Linked DNA regions of Sus scrofa: region 2 is linked to region 1. The links are chromatin contacts, called in public HiChIP or PLAC-seq maps. All regions are on one chromosome and are shown on one strand. Each heading gives the region's core, a stretch centred on a gene start, on an enhancer-like site or on the middle of the called end of the contact. The rest is flanking DNA. Distances are from core to core; before and after follow the strand shown.

Evidence for each region. HiChIP or PLAC-seq counts read pairs in DNA pulled down with a chosen protein or histone mark.
Region 2: a contact with region 1 is called in an H3K27ac HiChIP or PLAC-seq map of alveolar macrophages. The contact joins the promoter of CCND3 here to the promoter of MRPS10 in region 1. A contact is called at or near these places in 2 of 5 promoter capture datasets (fetal liver and liver) and 1 of 2 datasets of contacts at active chromatin or transcription factors (alveolar macrophages).

What each region holds. Positions count from the first base shown.
Region 1 is chr7:37,326,751-37,333,542 of Sscrofa11.1, reverse strand. MRPS10 (28S ribosomal protein S10, mitochondrial) reads left to right here and starts at 4,297. Exons shown (of 7, transcript XM_005665997.3): 1 at 4,297-4,430. The coding sequence starts at 4,383. It overlaps TRERF1 (transcriptional-regulating factor 1), which reads left to right. Exons shown (of 18, transcript XM_013977938.2): 18 at 1-164.
Region 2 is chr7:37,092,644-37,099,013 of Sscrofa11.1, reverse strand. It overlaps CCND3 (cyclin D3), which reads left to right and starts at 4,202. Exons shown (of 5, transcript NM_001078678.1): 1 at 4,202-4,399; 2 at 5,280-5,495. The coding sequence starts at 4,202.

The DNA of each region.
Region 1 (6,792 bases), core at 3,048-5,547:
GGGAACTTGCATATGCCACCAAGTGCAGCCCTAAAAAGCAAAAAATAAATTGTAAAAAGAGAGAGAGATGTAACCAAACCAAGATTGTCATATTTATTTGTGAAAACCTGATTAAATATTGCATCAGCTGCTCTGAAAATAAAATGTTATCTTTTTGAGTTTCATTTGGCTTAAACATTCCTTCTTTCTAGCCACTGAAAGGACTTCTCAATGCTAATTTACTCTTAGTGGGTTTCTGTAGACCAGTTTAGAAGTCTGCCGACCACATCTAATGCTCAGTCAAGTTCCCCCTTTTACCCTGGGGGCACGGGTGAACATTTCTGCTTCTCAGGCCGTGGATGAGCCACTTGAAGGGTTGATGATCTCTACACCATTGCACTCACACCGAAGCTCAGTATCGCAGACTGCTATCTCACGGCGAATCCCCCACAAAATCCAGTCTACCCTGGTTCATAGGTATTGCTAACCTGAATTTCCAGGTTCTTAAAAGTGTGTTTAGGAGTTCCTGTCATGGTACAGGGGAAACTAATCTGACTAGGACCCATGAGGTTGCAGGTTCCATCCCTGGCCTCACTCAGTGGGTTAAGGATCTGGCGTTGCCGTGAGCTGTGGTCTAGGTCGCAGCCGAAGCTCAGATCTGGTGATGCTGTGGCTGTGGTGTCGGCCGGCAGCTGCAGCTCCCATCTGACCTGGGAACCTCCATATGCCGTGGGTGTAGCCCTAAAAAGACCCCCCCCAAAAAAAGTGTGTTTACTTTTCAGTGATCAACAGCAAGTTTCAGGAGAAAGTGGAAATTCTGGATTTCATATGAAATTTAAGTGGCACATAACTGTCCAAGGCCTTGATCTTCTGCCTTCTTTGGAGGCTTTATATGTTTAATTTGGGTCATCAGTTGTAGTCCTGTACCAAATAAAAAAGCTATTCCTTGGCAAACGGTGCATTTAGCTGGCTTTGGAAATTTATGTTCTGCTTCCGGGGCCCACGTGTCCAATCTGAAGATTTTTTTCTACGTTTTATTCTTTCACTCAGTACTCATGTGCCAGGCACTCTTCCACACTGTATTAAACACGGGGGAGTTGAGTGGATAAAGATGACTGTGACATCATTCCTATCAAGGAACTTGATATTTAGGAAAGACATACAGGGCCCTGGGAACTGATCCAGTTCCCCCACTGGAAGCAAAGCAAAGAATAAAGCAAAGGTTTGGAATAAAGCAAACGTTATGCATTACTGCTATTCTGAACTGCAATTTACAATAGATGCTCGGCAACTATTTGTTAAGTTAACTAATCATCTCTCTAACGTTCCAGGTATGCTTATCCATGTGTGTGTGTGTGTGTGTGTGTGTAAATAAAACCTCTTTTGAGTTTACCTAAAGTCAATTCTGAATTCCACAGACTCCTCGTCTAATTTCCTCAGCCATAGTTAGCCAGCTGTGGAATGAAGATGAGTTTTAATGTTAACATAAGCAAAACATAATTAGGGAGGCATGTTAAGAAATTGAATAATATATTCCTAAGCGAACTATACTGATCTCTGGATACCTCTGTATAAAAGGGCCAAAGGGTTGATTAATTTCCTTACAAGAGAATCTTTTGAAAAGGGCTGCCCCCCACCCCCCACCCCCAAGGGAAGTGTTTAACTTTTCTGTTTGAGCTGGAAAGGCCAAGTATACATGTTTGCTTCACATTCCAACACACATTCCTTACATATAACACAGATCTCCTTCTGGGCTGTTTGGGATCATTACTTCCTCTGCTTGTGTAATTTTATTTTTGGCAGTCTTGCCATCTCTTTTTTTTTTTTAACCACTTTTTTAAGATAGACACATAAAATGCTATGCATATTTTTTAATACAACTTGATGCATTTGGAGACAAGTGTGTAACCACAAAACCATCATGATCGAGGAGAAAAGGCGTCTTTTACAACAACAACTGGTGCAATCAAAATATGATTCAACTTAGAAATAGTTGATGTATACACTTATTTTTCCTGGATCTACAGCAAGATGGACTTGCATCAACTCTCTAGAATCATTTGATCTGCTCATTTACATTAGGTCAGGTTTGAAAGTTTAGGTCATAGGGAAGAGATCCATAATGGACTGGCCAGGCTTCAAAACGCTTTCCATACTAATAAACTAAGAAGTTTTACATGTCCAAACAAAAACAAACAAAAACCCACTGTCCATGCCCATACATCATACCAAAGGGCCCTGTCCACAGCCCCACTGTTGGCAAAACCTGGGGTTGCTCCTCACAATGACTCCCACCTTGCTGCCAACTAACTGGACCCCAAGCTATTAGGTCCATAGTTGGTTTGGTGACACGGGACATGGTTTAGGCCTGAAAAATAAGGGGACTAGGGAGTTCCGGCCACGGTTCAGCGGAAACGAATCCGACTAGGAACCATGAGGTTTCGGCTTCAATCCCTGGCCTCACTCAGTGGGTTAAGGATCTGGTGTTGCCGTGAGCTGTGGTGTAGGTTGCAGATGCAGCTCGGATCTGGCATTGAGGCTAGCAGCTACAGCTCTGATTAGATCCCTAGCTTGGAAACCTCCATATGCCCTAAAAAGACAAAAAAAAAAAAAAAAGAAAGAAAGAAAGAAAAGAAAAGAAAACGAAGGGACTATACCCAATTCCCACACTTCAGAGCATGAATGGAAAAAGCTGGTGAGCCAAAAGCAGCAAGCAGTGACCACAGGCAAGGCAGAATTCTGAGGGAGCAGAAACTGTAAACAGAGAAATCCCATCAATAAAGAGACCATGTTTGGCCTTAGGGATGGAGAGGACATCCAGTCCCTAAAGCTGCTCCGAGCCCACTTTTCCAGTTACAGGAGCAGTTCAGGCCACATACATGTTAAAAAAAATAAATAAATAAAATAACTCCTTTTCTTGCAGGAAGTGGGGACGTGGGGAATCTCTAGTCCTCACATCCAAAAGAGACTTAAGAGACTGGAGCTTACTGAGGTCAGCTGGAGGGGTGCAAAGGGCACTGAACTAGGATTTTTTTCTTTCTTTTTAGGGCCGAACTCAGCATATGAAGGTTCCCAGGCTAGAGGTCTAATCGAAGCTACAGCTGCTGGCCTGCACCACAGCCACAGCAACGTGGGATCCGAGCTGTGTCTTCGACCTACACCACAACTTATGGCAACGCTGGATCCTTAACCCACTGAGCGAGGCCGGGGATCGAACCTGCATCTTCATGGATGCTCAATTCGTTTCTGCTGAGCCACAATGGTAACTCCGGAACTAGGATTTTTGATGATGGTCATTGGTTCAGCTGTAACTAACTCATCATAATGACTTTGAGTCATTTCACTCTGGGCTTCGGTTTTTTCACCTTTTAAATTAGGATAAAATGTATGTATTCTTGTGAGGATCAGATTAGATAACACACGTAAGATTGTTCTCAAGCTGTAATGTCACCATCATTGACAGCTGCAGAACTGTCACCCAGCTGAAGCTACTCAAGGCAGAGACGGGCTGAAGAGCCCTGGAAGAAGCCGCAATAGAGTTGCAGAGCTATGGGAAAACTCCTCTGGCTAAGAGAGACCAGCCAATTGTGAATGTCACAATTGAAAGACGTAATCCGGTTCCGGAAGGGCCCCTGGATAACCTGCCAAGACTATGGCTATTACAGACATCATCACTTAAGTACAACCTCAGGTCGTTCCTCCAGGGCAAAATGAGCTAAGAGACCAGGAGCTTTGGACCACCTGGCCAGGGAATCGTTAAACCAGTGACATCATGACTCTTGACTCTACAATTCAGAAATGTCACAAGACAATGACTAATCCCAGCTGTTTTGCTCTTCCTCTTAAAACAAAACAAAACAAAACCCACCTAACTCAAAGACCAAGTTGGAGTACATCTAAGGCTTGTCTCCCACTCCCTTGCTTGGCGCCCTGCAATAAATCCTTACTTTGGAGCGAACTCCCGCTGTCACTTTGGCTTTCTGCGGGCCACGGGTACACAAGCGCTTCGCTGCGTCATAACGGGAAAATAAATCAACCATTAATCCACTAACTCAGAGATAACATTGTCAATATATCAGCTGACATGACATCAATATATACTTTTTTTCCAAGCATGTATTTGTTATGTTTGCCTCCAACAAAACAGGAACCGTAATTTGAAGAGGGAAACGCTGGCGGAATTCAGTATCCCTCCAGGTACCAGCTGAAGCTTTACCGGCCCGGCTGCGACCGGAAGGAAGCTGGCTGTATTCACAGTCCCACCCTCAGAGAGCGTAGGATCACGTCTCTATGGTTGTTCCTGAGCCGGAACACAGGGATACACTCTTTCCTTTTGCGGAACTCTATGGTCAGAGGATGGCTCTGTGACCCCGGAAGCGATCCCGGGAAGCTGGGGCGGCAAGATGGCGGCGCGAACGGCGTTTGGGGCGCTGGCCCGGCGTCTCTGGCAGGTACCGGGCGCGCTGAGGGTATTAGGCGGACTTACGGATACAGTTGCCTCTATGTCTGGCCGTCGCGTGTCGTTCTGCCAATCTGGAGCCCTCCGCGATATTTATTCCTTATCTCAGCCCGTTGTTTGCAGGGAAGGAGCGAGAAAAGGGCTGATGTTTTGTCGAGTTTCTTTTCATAGGATAAAACGTAATGAGTCAGGGCAACAGGAAGAATCAGAGTGTCAAAGCTGTAAAGAATATAGGACAGCGAAAGTTCCAGACCCGGCCTTTCACATTTGCGAAATAAACCGAGGCTCAGAACAGGCAGGAAGTTTCATCTCTCTGAAATGAGGTGGCATGAGACCTTTGACGCTTCCCGCGGAACCAGACTGAGATACCTTGCTGATAGCCGGGTTTCTGAGACTTAGATGAGAGTCGCTGAAGTCAGAGGAGTTGGTTGGATAACCTCTGCTCGGTTCTTTGGAGAAAGAAACAAAACCTTTAGCATCAGTTCTCAAGTTAGCCTTAGCACCCCTTTACACTCTAAAAATGGTTGAGGACTCCAGAGAGCTTTTATTTTTGTGGGTTTTAGCTGTGAATGTTTAGCTTACTGGAAATTACAACCAAGAATCTTTAAAATGCGTTTTCCTTTAAAAATAGCGCTGGGAGTTCCCATTGTGGCGCAGCAGTATGGAACCCTACTAGCATCCATGAGGACGCGGGTTGGATTCCTGGCTTCGCTCAGTGGGTTAAGGATCCAGCGTTACCATGAGCTGCAGTGTAGGTCGCAGACGGGGCTCGGATCCCGCTTTGCTGTGGCTGTGGTGTAGGCCCTCAGCTGCAGCTCCCATTCAATCCCTAGCCTGGGAATTTCCGTATGCTGCACCTGCAGCCCTAAAAAGAAAAGTAAAAAATTAAAATAACACTAATAAACTCATTACATGTTAACGTAATTAATCTTTGTATGGGGTACAACTAGATTTTCCGAAACAAATTTAGTGAGAAGAGATGTTTTTGCACATCTCTGATTTTGGCTTAATAGAAGACAGCTGGGGTTTCACAGCAGCTTCTGCAGTCTGTTGCTATACCACAGTGTCTGGAAAACTTCACTGCACACTGGTGACAGAATGGCAAAGTTGCAAATAACGTCTTACTATTATTATGGAAGTAAGTTTAATCTCTCCAGCCCACAGTGAAAATGTCCTCGGACCAGAATTTAAGAACCAGTGTTTTTAAGAAAAGGCAGGTGGTGTTAGAGATTGAAATTTTGAGCTATTTTTAAGACACAGTTACCAGACTACAGCTTACGCCTTCAAAAAAAAAAAAAAAGGAGGGAGTCCCTGTTGTGGCTTAGCTGTAACAAACCCGATTAGTATCCATGAGGACGTGGGTTTGATCCCTGACCCTGCACAGTAGGTTAAGGCTTCAGTGTTGCCGTGAGCTGTGGTGTAGATCCTGACACAGCTCGGATCTGGCGTTGCTGTGGCTGTGAGGTAGGCTGGCAGTTACAGCTCCCATTCGACCCCCAGCCTGGAAAATTCCATATGCCTTAGGTTCGGCCCTAGAAAGACAAAAAAGAAAGAAAACTTAAGAACTTCCTAAGATTCATTTGTAGGTTGAACAGCACATTAGGCTTCAACTTTTTAAAGCAGGGGTTTATACCCGGAGAAGATGCCTGGGAAGTGTTGTATTCCTTAGACCTGAGGTCCTTCTGCAGAACCGGATTATTGGGGTGGCCACTGGCATAAATGTGGGAAAGGAGTTTTCTTTTACTGCCTTGTATTGTGTTTGAATTCCTTTCTTTATTTTTCCCCCTTGATCCAGGGGCGATTGTGAAAGTTTCAATTTGCGTCCATCTCAAGTAAAGAAGAGAGGAAGGACAATAAGCTAAGAATAGACTTTTAAAAACATACTTAGGTGACCCTCAGCTGTTTTAAGTTTCATTTGTAGTAAACTGTTATTCTCATCCTCAAAGTATATTTAAGGATTCTGGGAGAGCTTTTGTGACACAGTGGGTTAAGAATCTGGTGTTTTCACTGCAGCAGCCTGGGTTACTACCGTGGCGTGGGTTGGATCCCTGGTGAGGGAATTGCACATGCTGTAGGCGCAGCCAAAAAAGAAAGAAAGAAAAAGAGAGAAAGAAAGGAGGAAAAGGATCCTATTGAGCTTTTCCAGTTTACACTTTTATTTTTATTTTATTTTTTTGCCTTTTAGGACTGCACTCATGGCATATGGAGGTTCCCAGGCTAGGGGTTGAATCAGTGCCACGTCTGCGTCCTACATACACCACAGCTCACGGCAACGCTGGATCCTTAGCCCACTGAGCAAAGCCAGAGATTGAACCCACATCCTCATGGATCCTAGTTGGGTTCGTTAACTGCTG
Region 2 (6,370 bases), core at 2,953-5,452, 230 kb after region 1:
ACTGCCACATGCTCTGGGGGTGGCCAAAAAAAAAAAAAAAAAAAAAAAATTTACGAAAATAATTCTTAGAGGGTGAGATGATGGATCGTTACCCCCCGGCCCAGTGCCTGGCACATAGATGGATATTGATACACGTGGACTGTCTTCTCCTTTCCAGGAGGTTAGGCTCTGGCTAGTGGGAGGGAGCAGGTCCAGAGCTGGAAGCGGGATCTGCGGAGTTTGGAGGCTAGTGCGGGTTCCTGTAGCTGGACTGTTCTAGGAAGGCTTTCTGGAGGAGGTTGGATCTGAGCTGGACCTGGAAGGATGAACAGATAAACTGAGCAGAGAGGATAAATGGGCTGACTGGTGACAGAGGGGGACTGAGGAGCTGAGGAGGGCAATGAGAGCTCCTGCCATGTTTTTAGAGGTCGCCAAAGAAGATTCTGTTCCTCTTTCCTCTTTCCCGTATCATTGTTTAGCTGGGGTTTTCTCTGCCATCTAACTTAAATCTATCTCTCTTGCTGAAATTGAGGCTAGTTCTCTCTAGAAGTGGAGGACAGTGGTTATTTCAGACTAAATGAGCGTTTAGTGTCTTTCTTAAGCAACTTTATGCCTGATAGTGGGTTAAAAACCAGATGAGTTTCCTCAGACAAAATTCTGAGGCAGGAATTCTGAGGGCCAATTCCCAAGGGAAAGCCTTTGGCCACTAATAACTGAAATAAGGCATCATCTAAGATGCAAGAACCAGGCCCAGAGTTGCTTATAGCAGGGAAATGAGTGACATAAAGAACTGATTGTTTTTTGTTTTTTTTGGTTTTTTTGTCTTTTGTCTTTTTAGGGTCGCACCTGTGGCATATTGAGGTTCCCAGGCTAGGGGTCGAATAGGAGCTATAGCTGCCGGCCTATGTCACAGCTCATGGCAACACCAGATCCTTAGCCCAATGATCGAGCCCAGGGATCAAACCCAAAACCCATAGTTCCTTAGTCGGATTCGCTTCCGCTGTGCCAAACGGGAGGAACTCCCAAGAACTGATTAGTAAATCAATGCCATGAGACATACTGGGTGATGATTTGGGACAAAAAAGCCTAGAGCTCCAGTTAATATGATACACTAGGAGTTCCTGTCATGGCTCAGCAGTTAACCAATCCGACTAGCATCCATGAGGACGAGGTTTGATCCCTGGTCTCAGTGGGTTAAGGATCCAGTGTTGCCGTGAGCTGGGGTATAGGTCACAGATGCAGCTCAAATCCTGCATTGCTGTGGCTCTGGTGTAGGCCATTGGCTACAGTTCTCACTGGACCCCTAGCCTGGGAACCTCCATATGCTGTGGGTGTGGTCCTAAAAATAAATAAATATTTTATTTGTTAAAAAAAAAAATCTATCAGGAACCAAAAATAAAAGACACACAATGAGCTAAAAAAATTCACAAAATATGTGACAAAAAATATGAAAAAGTGTTAATATCCTTCAAATGTAATAAGCACTTATAAATCAATAAGAAAAAAAACCCATAAAAGACTTGGCCAAGGGTGTGAATAGGTGACTAACTTACATAAGAAATGTCAATGTCTAATAATATGTCCAAAATATTATTACTAGGAGCTCCCATCGTGGCGCAGCAGAAACGAATCCGACTAGGAACCAGGAGGTTGTGGGTTCGATCCCTGGCCTCGATCAATGGGTTAAGGCTCTGGCTTTGCCATAAGCTGTGGTGTAGGTCGCAGATGAGGCTCAGATCTGGTGTTACTGCGGCTGTGGCATGGGCCAGCAGCTGTAGCTCCTCCCCATAATTTCACAGATAATCTTTATAATTTTAAGTTCATTGTCCTCTTTAATGAAAGAGTGCAATGCAATGATTAACTAAAGAAACTTCTTGTTTATATTTTTGAAAACAGGAGTAAAGGTCTAAACAAGATCAGACCAGGTACACAGCACACATTCACTCCGACACGAGAGCTCTTGATTTAAAAATTTTATGCACATTACTAATAAACCACTTTTCATCTCACCAGTTGGTAGATTTTTTTTTTTAAGTAGATATCTAATGTTTGTTCATTAGATTGGTTCAACCTTTCAGCAGGGAAATTTGGTAATAAGAACTGTATCAAAAGCCTTAGAATGTTTCATAACCTCTGATTGAGAAATTCCATTTCTGGAAATTAATTCACTTCTAGAAATATAGTCATGAGTGTGCACAAAGATACTGCCACAAAAATATTTTACAGTATTGTTTCTAATAGGGAAGAACTAGAAACAACCTAAATTTCCAACAATATAGATTTGGTAAAATAGAATACGACACATTCACCCAATGGCATACTATGTAGTCATTAAAAATAATGTGAATATTTAGTGACATGGCAAAAGTGCTGTGAGTATATCTGTTAGTGAAAAAAAGAGCTTACAAAAGTTTGCAATGATCTCATTTAAAAATATATCTATAGCTCAGTTTTAGAAAAATAAACATTGACATTTAAAAGGTTATCTGGATGGCGAAAGTGCACGTAATTATTATTATCCTTTTTTGTTTTCCTTTTTTGCTTTTTATGGCCACACCTGCGGCATATGGAAGTTCCTGGGCTGGCAGTTGAATCAGAGCTACAGCTGACAGGTTACACCATAGCCACAGCCACACCAGATCCTTAACCCACCGAGTGAGGCCAAGGATCAAAACTGTATCCTCATGGATAATTATTAGGGTTTGTAACCCTCTGAGCCAAAACGGGAACTCCAATTATTATTTCTTTTTTTGTGTGGCTTATCTGTGTTTTCTACATTGCTGATGACTATTTCCATGATATGTAAATGAGGAAAGCTTTATTATCTTAAAAAGAACTGATAGAGAAAATCCTTAACATAGAGCTTGCCTCTTCTATAGGCTCTCATCTCTCTGGTAACTCTCTTCCTTAGGGTTTCCTCTACTTGGAGGACCCCAGGAGAGGCAGGGATCCCCATGGCCTCCTCCTATTTAGAGCATTACCAGAGGAGTTCCTGTGGTGGTGCAGTGGAAACCAATCTGATTAGGAACCATGAGGTTTTGGGTTCGATCCCTGGCCTCAATCAGTGGGTTAAGGACCTGGCGTTGCTGTGAGCTGTGGTGTAGGTCGAAGATGAGGCTTGGATCTGGTGTTGCTGTGGCTCTGGCGTAGGCCGACAGCTGTAGCTCCGATTCGACCCCTAGCCTGGGAACCTCCATGTGCTCTGGGTGCGGTCCTAAAAAATAAAAAGAAAAACAAAAATTAAAGAAACTCTTCCAAAAAGGATCTAGTTTCCCCACCCATGTTTTCCTCAGACAGAAACTAAGGCGGACTTCAGGGTTTTTCCAAGGCCACACAGCCAACTTGAAGAGGTGAGGCCTTGAATCCACGGTCTTTCCGCCCCGTTGTATTTCTGAAATGTGCGGATTTAGACTAGCTCTTCTAGCACTTTAATATGCACAGGAATCACCAGGGATCTTGTTGAAATGCAGATTTTGATCCTGCAGGGAATGGTGCAGAGCACAGGTTCTGGAGTCAGACTGTCAGCTTCCCAATCCTATAGCTCAGACTAAGACTGTATTTACCGTGTTTCGGTTTCCTCAATTTCAAAACCAATACAAGACCTAATTCATAGCTTTTTTCATGAAGAATCAAAAGTGCTTACAACAGTCTTCACCTAGAACTAGCTTTTTTTTATTTTTTTAAGAACTAGCTACTTTATTATTATTCATATTCCCTAAAGCAAGCAGCGGGTGAAGTCGGGTTTGATGACTGACTGAATGAATGAATAACCTTTGGAGAAAAGTTCTTCCTGGGCAACTGGAGTCTGAGCAGCCAAACGGGAGGGCTTGTAGGTGGGGAAGAGCCCCACCTCCAAAGTACCTCTCTGCACCGGGTGGTCAGAAGGCTCGGAGCGCCCGGAAGCCGGCCGGCCCGCGCCCGGCGGACCAATACGGCCGCCCGGGGGCGGGGTGGGGGGGAGCGCCCGCCCGCCCTTTCCGTCTGGGCGCCGGAGGCCCCGCCCCTTGGGACGTCGCGACGTCCGAGCATTCCACGGTTGCTACTCGGTCGCGAGGGGCGGGGCGCCTGTCAGGGAAGCGGCGCGCGGCGGCGGGGGCGGGCTGAGGCTCCAACGCGGAGTGCCAGCGCCAGCACCAGTCCCGCGCCCCGCGCTCTCCGGCCCGCCGCCTTGCGTTCTGGCTCGCCAGCCCGCACTCCCGCCCTGCCCGTGCGCTGCCCGAGTATGGAGCTGCTGTGCTGCGAGGGCACCCGGCACGCGCCCCGGGCCGGGCCGGACCCGCGGCTGCTGGGGGACCAGCGGGTCCTGCAGAGCCTGCTCCGCCTGGAGGAGCGCTATGTGCCCCGCGCCTCCTACTTCCAATGTGTGCAGAGGGAGATCAAGCCGCACATGCGGAAGATGCTGGCGTACTGGATGCTGGAGGTACCGCCCGGACTGGTCTCCCCTCCCCCGCCACCCTTGCGTCCCCCAGCTCCGGACATCCCGGGGCCGCCCTGTCGGGACATCCTGGTCCCAACAACAATCATCAAGATGTTTCTGTGGCGCACATCCCCGGGGCCTGGCCTTGCGCTCGCGCACCCTAGCCGGCTGCCTCCCAGGTGGTCCTTTCTTTCTCTTCTCCAACCCTGGCTTTGACTGCCAGTCGTTTGGCACCCTAACTAACCCTCTCTTGGGCCGGGAAAGCGGGACAAGGGCCACCCTCTCCCCTCCGGCTTCTCCCAGCGTCTCCTGCCTTGCTCCCCTGCCCGGCCCTCTCTGGAGAGCGCGGCTGGAAAACCTTGGGCTCAGCCGCCCCCGCCGCAGAGCCGGTTCCTGTGTGTGTCGCGGGGTTCTGGCGGGGAAGGCGGTGGGGGTGGCGCGCGCTGTTCCGGCCGTCAGGGAAATGAAAAGTGCGGGAGGCCGCGGCTGGAGTCTCCTCCCTTCCCTTTGGGTGTGTGCAGTGGGTGGCGGTAATGGGGGTAAGGTCCCAGTTCTCTGGCTACAGTGGGTGACTCGTCCGTCCCCCATCGCCCTCGGTATGGGGGAGGGCAGACTCAGTTTGGAATCCTTAAGGGAGCCTCTGGCTTACAGCCCCCCTCTCCCCAGCCCCGGGTGTGGGGGTGGAGGCAACGTCGAGGAAGTGGGGGGGGCGTCACCTTGGGGAAGGCGCATCCTGCGTTTTAGTCCCTGTCACTGTAAGGACACCTACCCCCTGCCATTTCTTGCTCCCCGTCCCAATCCCTTTCAGCCCCCCCCCCCAACCTTTAGTGCTGCTGCGTCTCCTCTGCCTCTGTCCCAGAAATGACCGTGCGCCCTCCCCCAGGTGTGTGAGGAGCAGCGCTGTGAGGAGGAAGTCTTCCCCCTGGCCATGAACTACCTGGATCGCTACCTGTCCTGCGTCCCCACCCGCAAGGCGCAGTTGCAGCTCCTGGGTGCGGTCTGCATGCTGCTGGCCTCCAAGCTGCGCGAGACTACGCCCCTGACCATCGAAAAACTGTGCATCTACACGGACCACTCTGTCTCTCCCCGCCAGCTGCGGGTGCGTGCACAACTCCCCCCGCCCCCCAACATCTCCTGCCTCCTCACTCACCAGAAAAAGGAAAGCTAAGACCTCGGGCGGCTTTCTGCCCTTGCACAGGGTAGCAGAGGCTTTTTAAATTTTTTTTGGACAAAGGATGGGGCCGTGTGGTGTGATGGTCAGCGTAGCCCCCGCCCAGGTCGTAGCCGCCCCCCCCCGTTCCCCCCCCCCACGCGCTCCCAGGCCTGCGCTGCCGGCAGGAACTAAATCCCCTTCTCCTGGCCTCCAGGGGGTGCCACTCCTTCCTGGTCTTTCCTCCAGATAGCAACAAGTCAAACTGCATGTCTACACTCACTAGTACTTTGCCTCTGGGTTTACACAGCCACCGTGAGTTATTTATTGGCAGCAGCAGGACGTGCCTGCGCACCCCCACTGGAGTCGGGGAGTGGAATGTGCTTCGTGTGGGGGAGGGGGGCTCGGTTGAGTCTTTATCCCAGTGTGTGGACTTTGTGATGGAAAAGCCTCCCAGAGCAGATTAAAGCCAGGCGTTGGTGGCTCTGAGGCAGGGCCGTGGCGTTTGGTCCCACCTTCTTCTCTCCTTCCTCTTCTCTCCCCAGGGAGACCGCTCCTTCCGAATCCTCCCTTCCTAGCCTCTCTCTGAAAAACCTGAGCAGCTGCTCCTGGCCTGGTGGAATCATCTCTCCCTTTCCCCCTTAGCCAAAGGCCAGAGCTGAGGGACAGACAGGGGGGCTGAGCTGCAGCTGCTTCCGATGTGATAATGATGGCCTCTCCCCAGGCCCACCCACTCTGCCCAAGGTCTTTCATAACCCTGTGGGGAGCTGCTGTCACTCCTGTGGTTTGGGAAGTGGCTCCCTGGGCCTCTTGCTGGGAACTCA